2 separate regions of the Sus scrofa genome follow, and region 2 is linked to region 1. A link is a contact called in public Hi-C data. All regions are on one chromosome and are shown on one strand. The core of a region is the stretch at or near the end of the contact, and the rest is flanking DNA. Distances in the headings are between cores, read along the strand shown. Region 1 holds the start of EVI5L (EVI5-like protein). Region 2 holds the start of GPR108 (protein GPR108).

Region 1 (4,742 bases), core at 1,307-3,806:
TCCACCCAGGAATGGGGACAAGGTCCACGAGATTCACTTCAGCCTCATACTCTGCAAATCCAAGATCACCCTCTGACTTTGTCAGCACTATGAAATGTCCAGCACATAAGCTGGCTTTAAAAGAAGGGTGGCCAGGAGTTCCCGTCGTGGCTCAGTGGTTAAGGAATCCGACTAGGAACCATGAGGTTTCAGGTTCAATCCCTGGCCTTGCTCAGTGGGTTAAGGATCCCGGGTTGCTGTGGCTGTGGCATAGGCCGGCAGCTACAGCTCCTATTGGACCCCTAGCCTGGGAAAATCCATATGCCGAGGGTGTGGCCCTAGAAAAGACAAAAAATGAAATAAAATAAAATGTTTAAATAAAAGAAGGGAGGCAGGAGTTCCCGTAGTGGCACAGTGGAAATAAATCCAACTAGGAACCATGAGGTTGGGGATTTGATCCCTGTCCTCACTCAGTGGATCTGGTGTTGCTGTGGCTGTGGTGTAAGCCTGCAGCTGTAGCTCCAATGAGACCCCTAGACTGGGAATCTCCATATGCTGCAGGTGCGGCCCTAAAAAGCAAAAGAGGAAAAAAAAGGGAGTCAAAGGAACGTTCTTTAAAAAAAAATAATAGGGATTTCCCGTCGTGGCGCAGTGGTTAACGAATCCGACTAGGAACCATGAGGTTGCGGGTTCGGTCCCTGCCCTTGCTTAGTGGGTTAACGATCCGGCGTTGCCATGAGCTGTGGTGTAGGTTGCAGACGTGGCTCGGATCCCGCGTTGCTGTGGCTCTGGCGTAGGGCGGTGGCTACAGCTCCGATTCAACCCCTAGCCTGGGAAACTCCATATGCCGCGGGAGCGGCCCAAGAAATAGCAACAACAACAACAACAACAACAACAACAACAACAAAAGACAAAAAGACAAAAAAATAATAATAATAATAGGATATTGGGGATATGGGCATGTGGGAGAGAAGGAATGCATTATATTTATTTTTACCACCAAGTTTTTAGAAATATGTTTTGAGGCTTTTCTTTGCAGTTACAGAATTTTAATAGATGCAGTGTAGATAGTAAGAGAGAGGGAGGGAAGGAAGACATAGGGAGAGGGAGTGTAGACAGGGGCAGAGAAGGTGTAGGTAGACATATTAAGAGAGGAAACAGGGACAGAGAGAGGAGACAGACACACTGTAGATGGTACAGAGTGTAGAAAGATGCAGCGACAGATGGACAGAGGCAGGGAATGTGGCTGGGTGTCATTCATTGTTCCCCAAACCAGAAGAACCCCCCCTACCCACTATTTAGAAGGTTGAGACCTCAAACCTCAGAAGGTCCTGACACTCCCCACTCTGGGTTCCAGCCCTCTCGTTTCCATGTCCGTCTCCCCACTTCCAGCCTCCATTGTGAACTTACCGTGTCACTCTCTCTTCTGTGACAGGTGGAAATGTGTCATTTTTGCTAAGTCTTGCCGGCTATCAGTAACTGCTTCTAATGCCCCACAAGGGGCCAGCCTGTTTTGATCGTCCCCTAAACTTCCTTTTCCTGTTGATAGGGTCTTGGCCTGCCATTCGCTCATTCATCAGTTACAAGCAGTTCCCATGGGCTGGGCCCCTTCTCAGAAACGCTGGGGATCCCGAGGAGACCTGACCTAGGTCCTGCATTCCACACACACCCCGTCTAGATGGGGTGGGGGATGGGAGGGCCGTGTCCCAAGCAAGGATAAAAGCGTGCTCAGAGTTTAATGCGGGAACAAGATTCTCAGCCTCAGAGAATATACTTAACCCTGACTAGACGAGGGCAGGGGACCTGCCTGAGTCTTTGGTGTGACACCCCAACCCCAAAAGCCCCACCGCTAGCACCGAGTTGGAGTTAGTGAAGCTGCAGTCCCACCACCTCCCCGCCGCCTTAGGGATTTCTGGCAACCCCCCTTCCCGGACCCAACCCTTTAGCCTCTACCTTATCTGCCCCCGCCCCAACGATGATCTAGGCCACGCCCCTCTCAGCCCCGCCCCTATTTCATTCACTCCAAGCCTCAAGCCCCAAGCCCCACCGCCCCGGAGGCCAACCTCAGATCAATCTCACGAACTCATTGGCCAGAGAGCGTCCCTTCACCGCCCTCCTTCAGTGTCATTGGCTCCCTGGGTGTCATTCTTCTTTATAGAGGCCCAACAGTTGCCATGGCCAAGGTTTGAGGGGCAGATAATAATGGCCGTCCCAGGACGTCTCGTTATTGGGCCAAAAAGCCCGGTTCTGGGCGGGGCTTAGACCCAAACGCTTGCCTGCCCCTGTCTGGGGTTCCTTAGGGACTCAGCCTTCCCTCAGAGACACACCCCTCTCTCCTCGCTATTGGCCCTGCCATGTGTTGATCACCAGGATTCCACATTCCGATAGGCAAAACCACCCGTCCCTCACTGCTTCCCTAAGTTTAATTCGCTTCTCTCCTTAAAGGAGTCAACCTTCTGGCCGTAGCCAGGGCCCTCCTTACGGAATGTGCACGGATTGGCCAGGAACACCGTCACTCCTGGCCAATGGGCGGAGCCGGAGTTCCTTGGGGCGGCGAATTGGCTGACTGGGCCTCGGGGGTGGGGCAGCGGCTCCTGTCAGCGGGTGAAATGGCAGCGGCGGAGCCGGCGGCGGCCGCGGTCCCGGGGGGCGGCTGAAGGGGCCGGGCCGGGGCTGCGGGGTGAGCGGCGCGGCGGGGATCCGGCGGCGCGGCCGGGGACGGCTAGGCTCGGCACGGCGATGGCGGCGCGCTCGGCGCAGGTAGGTAGGCGGCGCGGGCCAGGCCTCCCAGGCGCCTTCTCAGGCCCGCGGCTCCGCGCTGCGGCCCGCGGGGGCCGGGCAAGATCGGGACTCAGGGCCCCCTCTCCCCAGAACCCGCGCTGGGACCCCTTGGCACTCCTAGCACGGACCCTGGCCGTCAACCTCGGGCCCCGGCCCCTGCCCACCCTCGTTCCCGACGCTTCCCGACCCTCAGGGGCCCTTCCCCGACACCTCCGACACCTCCGGGCGTCCTCCTCCGCGGCGCAGCCCCCTCCCCAGAAGCTTCCTCGGGCCCGTAACCCCTGACCACCCTCTCTACTGACCCTCAGGACCCCTTCCCGGTCTCTTCAGGGCTCCCTCTGCCCCCACCCCGCAGACCCGCCCCCTACAAGCGCCCTCCAGGAAGCGGAGGACCCCCGCCCTCCCTCTGTCCCAACCCCTCAGGTTCCCCTCTCATCTGTAGACCCCCTTGCCACGCCGTCCCTCCCCTCACTTCACATCCTATCTCTGGGCTCAGACGTACCCCCATCCCCAAGGATACCAGCCTTGGAGCCTTCTGACCCCACAGGACCCCCCTCTCCAGTCTCTGTAAATCAGGATTTCTGCTCACAGGCCTCACCTCAGCCTGATTGCCCATCTGCCACTCCCAGCAGCCCCATGGCCAAGGGCACCCCTGAAAGCCACTCCTGGGGTCTTTCAGCACACTCCAATAGCTCCACATACAGCCCTGATCTTGACTTGTCTTGATCACTGCTTCCTGAAAATCCACCTTCACCTCATGCTCAGGACCTCCCTACAGATGTTCTGAACCCCCTCCCCCACCTAAGGACACACACCTTTCAGAGGGCCCCACTCACACATTCAGGTGTGCGCATGCCACACACACCTGGGACCCAACAAATCAGTACCCATATACCCCCAACAACTCATACGGACAGACCCTGGACCCCTCACACACAGACATTCAGGAGCCCCTGACATGGACACACACACACAGGGTCAGACACTTTTATCCTCAACACAGACCCAGGCAACTGGGACCCTCTCCCAACACACCCACATTCACAGGGCTCTTCAGCGCTTTAGCATGCCTCCTCCTTGGACCAAGAGCTCCCAGCTCAGGCAGAGACTCAGGCAGCTACCCAGCCTTCCCAACACACCAACCTCCCTAGCCCACTCCCTCTCTGGGGTCCTGGAGGTGGCAGAGTGACCCAGAATCTCCCAGTACCCTGGTGGACACCTGCCCTAGGCCTCTTCCCCCTTGTCTATTTCTCACCACTTTGCCCTTCTTCAAAAGGAAGGATGCTCATTCTCCCTCCTACACCAGTGTCCCCAAAAGAACCACTGTCTGCCTCCTGATTTATGCCACCCCTGGTAGAGGGCTGGGGGTACAGACTGCTCCTGGCCCCGGTCTTGGAGTCTGACCAGACGGGTAGGACCAGCATCCTAACCCCATCACTCCCGCTAGCCTCAGATGGCAGGGCCAGCACTGCTACCCAGGGACAGCCCCTGACAGCCACGGGAGCTCTTTCACCCACGACCAGCGTATCATGCCAAAATGAAACAGCTTCCTTCTATCCTGGCATCTGGGACCCGGTGGGGCTGGGTTTGGGCCTGCCAGAAGCTGACAGCTCTTTGTTAAGGAATATTTCCAGAAGGGAAAAATGTGCTGAAGAGGCTCGGGTGGAACCCGAGTGAGTAGTCGGCTTGGTCTTTTCCCTCAGCCCGGCTGGGATGGAGCTGGAAAACCCGAGTCCGTGAGTCTTCCCAGGTGTTCTGGCTCTTCCTGCCCGTCCTGTTCCCTCCACAGCCCTCGCCCTCAGGTCCAACCTGTGGGCTCCCCTGGGCTTCTGTGCTCGACTGCAGGTGGTTTGGCCCTGGCACAGAGACAAGGCAAGGCAGAGAGGAAAGCAGATCACAGAACTGGCGAGACAGTACTGCCAGGACCACAAGGAGTGAGGAGAAGCCCCAGGTCCCGCCTGAGGGGAATCCAGATCAGTGCT
Region 2 (4,742 bases), core at 1,282-3,781, 1.1 Mb before region 1:
GGCTGGCTCTCAGTCCACCTGCTCAGCTCATGTGGGTATCGTGACCAGGGAAATACAAATGGTGGACTTGTGGGGGAGCCACCAGCCCCCCAACTCACTGCAGATCCTTGGTGTTGATGAGGAAGAGAACCAGGAGGTTGCTGCTGTTTCTATGGAGAGGGCAGTCGTGGGAGTGCTGGCTCTGGACAGTGGGTAGCAGGGAGCCTTGGTTACCGCCTCCCAATGGGCCCGCTTTACCCTGCCTCCCTCCCCCATCCCCATCTCCCTGCTTCCCCCTCTGGCAAAGAACAGGGGTCTCTGGGTTCCAGATGTGGACAGACAACTCTCCCCTCCCACCGCCCCTGCCCCTTTTCATTCCCTCCCCGCCTCCACTCACTGAGTAGGAGCGAACACTGCCAGATCGAACTCGGGTCAGACTGAACCCCACCTGGCGGGTGGCAAGAAAAGGGGACACGATGTGAGGGAGGCCAGCAGGGACCTCCAAGTCACCTCTAGCAGTGGCAACAGAAATGTAACCTTGGATTTCCTGAACAGCTTAAGTTCATCCACTTACTGGCTTTTCCCATTTATCACCCCCACCCCCAACCCCCCAACCCTTTCCCCTTAACTCCTGGCGATCTGTGCCACCCAAACGGGATGTCACTTCCTCAGGGAGACCTGCGCTGGCCCTCTGGACCTAGCTCGCCCTCTGTCCCACTATTTAAATTGCTGAGGTAAAAAATAAATTAAATAGAATGTTTGTGGTATCCTGCCTTGGGCTCTGGAGTCCAGCACACAGGGATTTACAACCAGGCTCTGGGACTCTAAGCAAGCCACATACCTCTGGGTCTGTGTAAACACCTGTAAAACTGAGTTGGCAGGTGTAATCTTCTCACAGCATCCCCGAGAGGCAGCTGTGTAGGAACCAACCCATGGAAATTGATCTGCATGGTACCTGGTTCACAGCGGGTACAATAAACACTAACTACTCTCTCTCTCTTATTTTAGGGCTGCACCCACAGCATATAGGGGTCAAATTGGAGCTGCAGCTGCTGGTCTACACCACAGCCACAGCCATGCCAGAGACGAGCTGTGTCTGTGACCTACACCATAGCATGCAGTAATGACAGATCCTTAACCCACTGAGTGAGGCCAGGGATCGAACCCAAATCCTTGTGGATACTAGCTAGATTCGAAACGTGCTGAGCCACAATAGGAACTCTTAGCTACTCATTTGATTCAAGGAACTGGGCTGTCTTGTTCACTGGCATGCTCCCCTCCCCACCCCTCTCCGGCTCAGTGCCTAGCACATATTGCAGGAAATATTATTATTCCCATGTTATAGATGAGGAAAGAGAGGCCAAGGGACTTGCCCAAGATCACACGGGTGAGAGGCATAGCTAGGATGGGAATCCAGAGCTGGGGGGGGGGGGTTGTGGGGGAGAAGCCCAGAAACTTCTGCACCTCTCCCTCCTCCAGTACCGCACTCCTCAAAGCCCCTCACCAGCGGAGCTTTCTCTTCTGTCTCCTGGAGGCCCAGCCGCAGGAGGCTCAGGTCTACCTCCAGAGAGCCGTTGGTGTAGAAGCCAAAGCTGTTCAGCTGGATGTCGGCTCGCTTCTCCCCCTGCCGGCGATGAAGGAGACAGAAGCAGCTGAGACTTCCCACTAGCCCAGCCCCAGAGTTGTGGCACGAGGTTTCCCCAAGGGCTGTGGTCACCTCCTGGTATGCCTAGATTTAGGACGGGTCCAAAGGGTGACAGAAGAGGCTGAGAGGGCCACCCCTGGAGGCTGTGACCCCAATCTCAGGAAGGGACAGAGTGGCCCCGGATCCTCTGGCCACTTTTCAGAGTCTAGGAAGAGAAAGTCTGGGACCCCTGGAAGTCCCTCCACTGGATGAGTACCACCCGGAGAGCAGAGTTACGAATCTTGGAGTGCCTGGCCCTCACCTCCCAGAAAATTTTTTGATTCCAGCTGAGCCCCTAGAGTGCAGAGATTTCAACTGAGCCTCCAAGATCTCGATAAGTACTCAGAGGACTCCAGTCTAGAACCCCCAGGGACTTCCCTGGGCGGTGTTAAGGGCCCCTGGCGCCCCCAAATGGATCCCCAGAATTTACAGGGCTCTGAGTCCTGGGTCCCCGGAGATGAAGCCCCGCCCCAAGCCGTGGGCGGGGCACGACCCCCTCACAGCCGGCCAGGCAACTCCAAAGGGAGGATTGAGGGGGATCCTCGGACGAGGCCACTTCGGGCCTGGACGCGGGGGGCGCCGGACCGCTCCATCCCGTGTAAGGAGCGGGGGAGGTAGGACGAGACCACTCCAAGCCAGGGGCTTCTCCAGGCTAAAGCTGCGTCCCCCACTCAAGACTGCTGCGCGGCAGGACTCACCGTCAGCGTCAGCCGGTGGATGCGCCCAGAGCAGCCTCCTAACAGCAGCAGCAGAAAGAGCCGCTGGCCCCACTCCGCGGGTCTCCCGCGGGCGAGCCCCCTCCTCTCGCTCACTGCCATCTCTGGAGCCACCGCCTCCCCTGATACCGCCTCTGACGCCTCCAGGCCCGCCTACCGGTGAACCAATCGCCGTACGGTGGGGGCCGACTCTTTGGCATTTTCGGCCCGCTCAACCAATCATCGATCTTCTCCTCTCGAGGCCGCCCCCTTTACGACACCAAATGGACAGCACCGGTTCCGAATGGGAATGCTGATGTCAGTTAATCCCGCCTCCACTCTCACCAATCACTAGAAGGATTGTCCCTGATGTAATTTGATAAACAGACCCTCCAACCAATTGTGATGGATCTGATATCCGGCCCCCAAAGGGGAATTCCTCCATCCACCCTTAACTGACTGACCAGTTCAGAACTACATTACCCAAAACGGAGGGGTAGCAGACGGCTCATTGGGAGCCTTCAATAAACTACATTTCCCAGTATCCCTAAGGACGGACTTCCCCTTTGTACCCCAGGGATGTGGCTCCCAGCCAAAGTTCAGGCTTTTGGTAAACACATGCATTTGCTGAAGCCTATCTTCTCTCCTAATCTTCCTGATCCACGGAGAGGCCAAAACCTAGCCCCAAGCTAAATCTTGACCCTTGGGTGACCTATGATCCCAGGCTGAATTCCCAGCCTTAGGTGGACGCTTCTATCCTGGAGTGAGGCAACTGGAGGCTCACCCCCAGGTTCCAGGCTAGTCTTGTCTCAGGCTGAGCCCTGACCTCAGCCTGAAACCCTGACTCCCCCACCCGTTTTTACCCTCAACCTATACCTGGTTGAGCTTCCACCTGGACTGAGCTCTGACCTCAGATTAGGACTAACCCCTGACTTCAGATAAGGACTGATCCCTGGACCTCAGTCTGAATCTGAGGCCTTCATTTGGGTGGCTGACCCTTCTGCTAAGGCTCTGATCCCAGACCCTATCCCAACTGTGATGAGGACTTGAGATCAATCCCAATTTCAGTTAGAGGTTGAGACCCTACTCTCAGGCTGAGCAACTGAGTCCCAGATCCCAGGCCGAGGTCCTGACTGAGTTCCTGATCCTTTAACCTCTGGAACACAGGTCCACTTTACAATTTCAGGTTTTCTAACTCACAAGCCACCAGCAGGTGGGGCCAGGTCCCCGTAGAGCCATCTGTCCCAGTGTGGGCTCCTGGAGCTATCCTCCTGGGCTTCCCACCTGTGTACAGGGAGCCTGCGGACTCAGAGCCTAACCTGCCCTGGGGGCTCGGGGCCCCCAGCCCCAGCAGGGCGGCTGTCACCTCTGTAGCCAAAGAGAAAGCACCTAAAGCAGGAGAGGATGAAAGAGGTTGCTGCAGAGATTTCTCCCCTTTTATCCCAGTGCCTCAAAGGAATTAACAAGGTGTGAACAGACTTTTATGAGAGGCGACGGACTTCCAAGCCCCAGGGCAAGGGGGTTGGAGGGGAGAAAGGAGACATTGTCGGAATCCTAGGATTTGGAGACTTTTAAACCTGATTGGGCCTTAATGCATGCGACTGGAAAATGGGCAGGTGCAAGTACGAACCGAACCGGACAGCAGATGGGGAAAGGCTTGGGCCCAGCGCCCCAAGGACAACCCGTCCTCAGTTTCCCGGCGCAGACTTTGGAGAGAGAGGCAGGATGCGGTGGGGGCGCTAATGGACCCGGTCTTGGCCGAGGCACATCCTAGGCAGGATCGAAATCCTCCCATCCGCTCTGCGGCCGGAGGGACTAGGCCATTAGTGGGACAAGCATAGCCGTCTGGAGCCGGGCCGGCCCGCAAGAGCCGGGTGACCTCAAGTTCTCCCTGCGACGGGGTCGAGGAAGGACCTCGTGAGTTGGGATTTTAGTGTCTTGGCCCTTTAAGGAATAGTTGAAAGAAAAGAGGAAAGGAAAAACAGACTAGGGCGGGGGCAAGGGTTGGGAGGACAAGAGGGTCCCAGGGGATTTGGAAAATGGGTGGGGGTCCTTTAAAGGGGTCGGTCCAGTGGCGTCGGGTGGCGACGGTCCTTTAAGAGGGGGCGGGGCGTCCTTCGGGCCCCGCCTCCTTGTGAGCCCCCACCTTCCGTGGGCTATGCGGGGGCTCCGTGCGGGGGCGTGGCTGAGTCTATGGGGGCGTGACGGAGTCTGGAGTGGGCGTGGCCTTAGCGGGGCGGGGCCGGGCTCACCGCCCTGGGCTGAGTCTCCCGGCCGCTTACGGCGGACGGCGGGCGGCGGGCGTCGGGCGGCGGGGACCGGGTGCGGCGGTTGCGTCGGCATAGGCGAGAGCAGCATGGATTGGGGCACCGAACTGTGGGTGA

The links. Hi-C and Micro-C count contacts between places; a contact is called where the count stands out from the background.
Region 2: a contact with region 1 is called in a Hi-C map of skeletal muscle, with 5 times the contacts expected there. The contact joins the promoter of GPR108 here to the promoter of EVI5L in region 1. A contact is called at or near these places in 3 of 47 Hi-C or Micro-C datasets (heart right ventricle, retroperitoneal adipose tissue and skeletal muscle).

The regions. Positions count from the first base shown.
Region 1 is chr2:71,363,650-71,368,391 of Sscrofa11.1, reverse strand. EVI5L (EVI5-like protein) reads left to right here and starts at 2,556. Exons shown (of 19, transcript XM_013994706.2): 1 at 2,556-2,739.
Region 2 is chr2:72,416,010-72,420,751 of Sscrofa11.1, reverse strand. GPR108 (protein GPR108) reads right to left here and starts at 2,531. Exons shown (of 18, transcript XM_021083982.1): 1 at 2,362-2,531; 2 at 1,484-1,603; 3 at 377-427; 4 at 99-181. The coding sequence starts at 2,481. It overlaps TRIP10 (cdc42-interacting protein 4), which reads left to right and starts at 4,606. Exons shown (of 15, transcript XM_005654730.3): 1 at 4,606-4,738. The coding sequence starts at 4,715.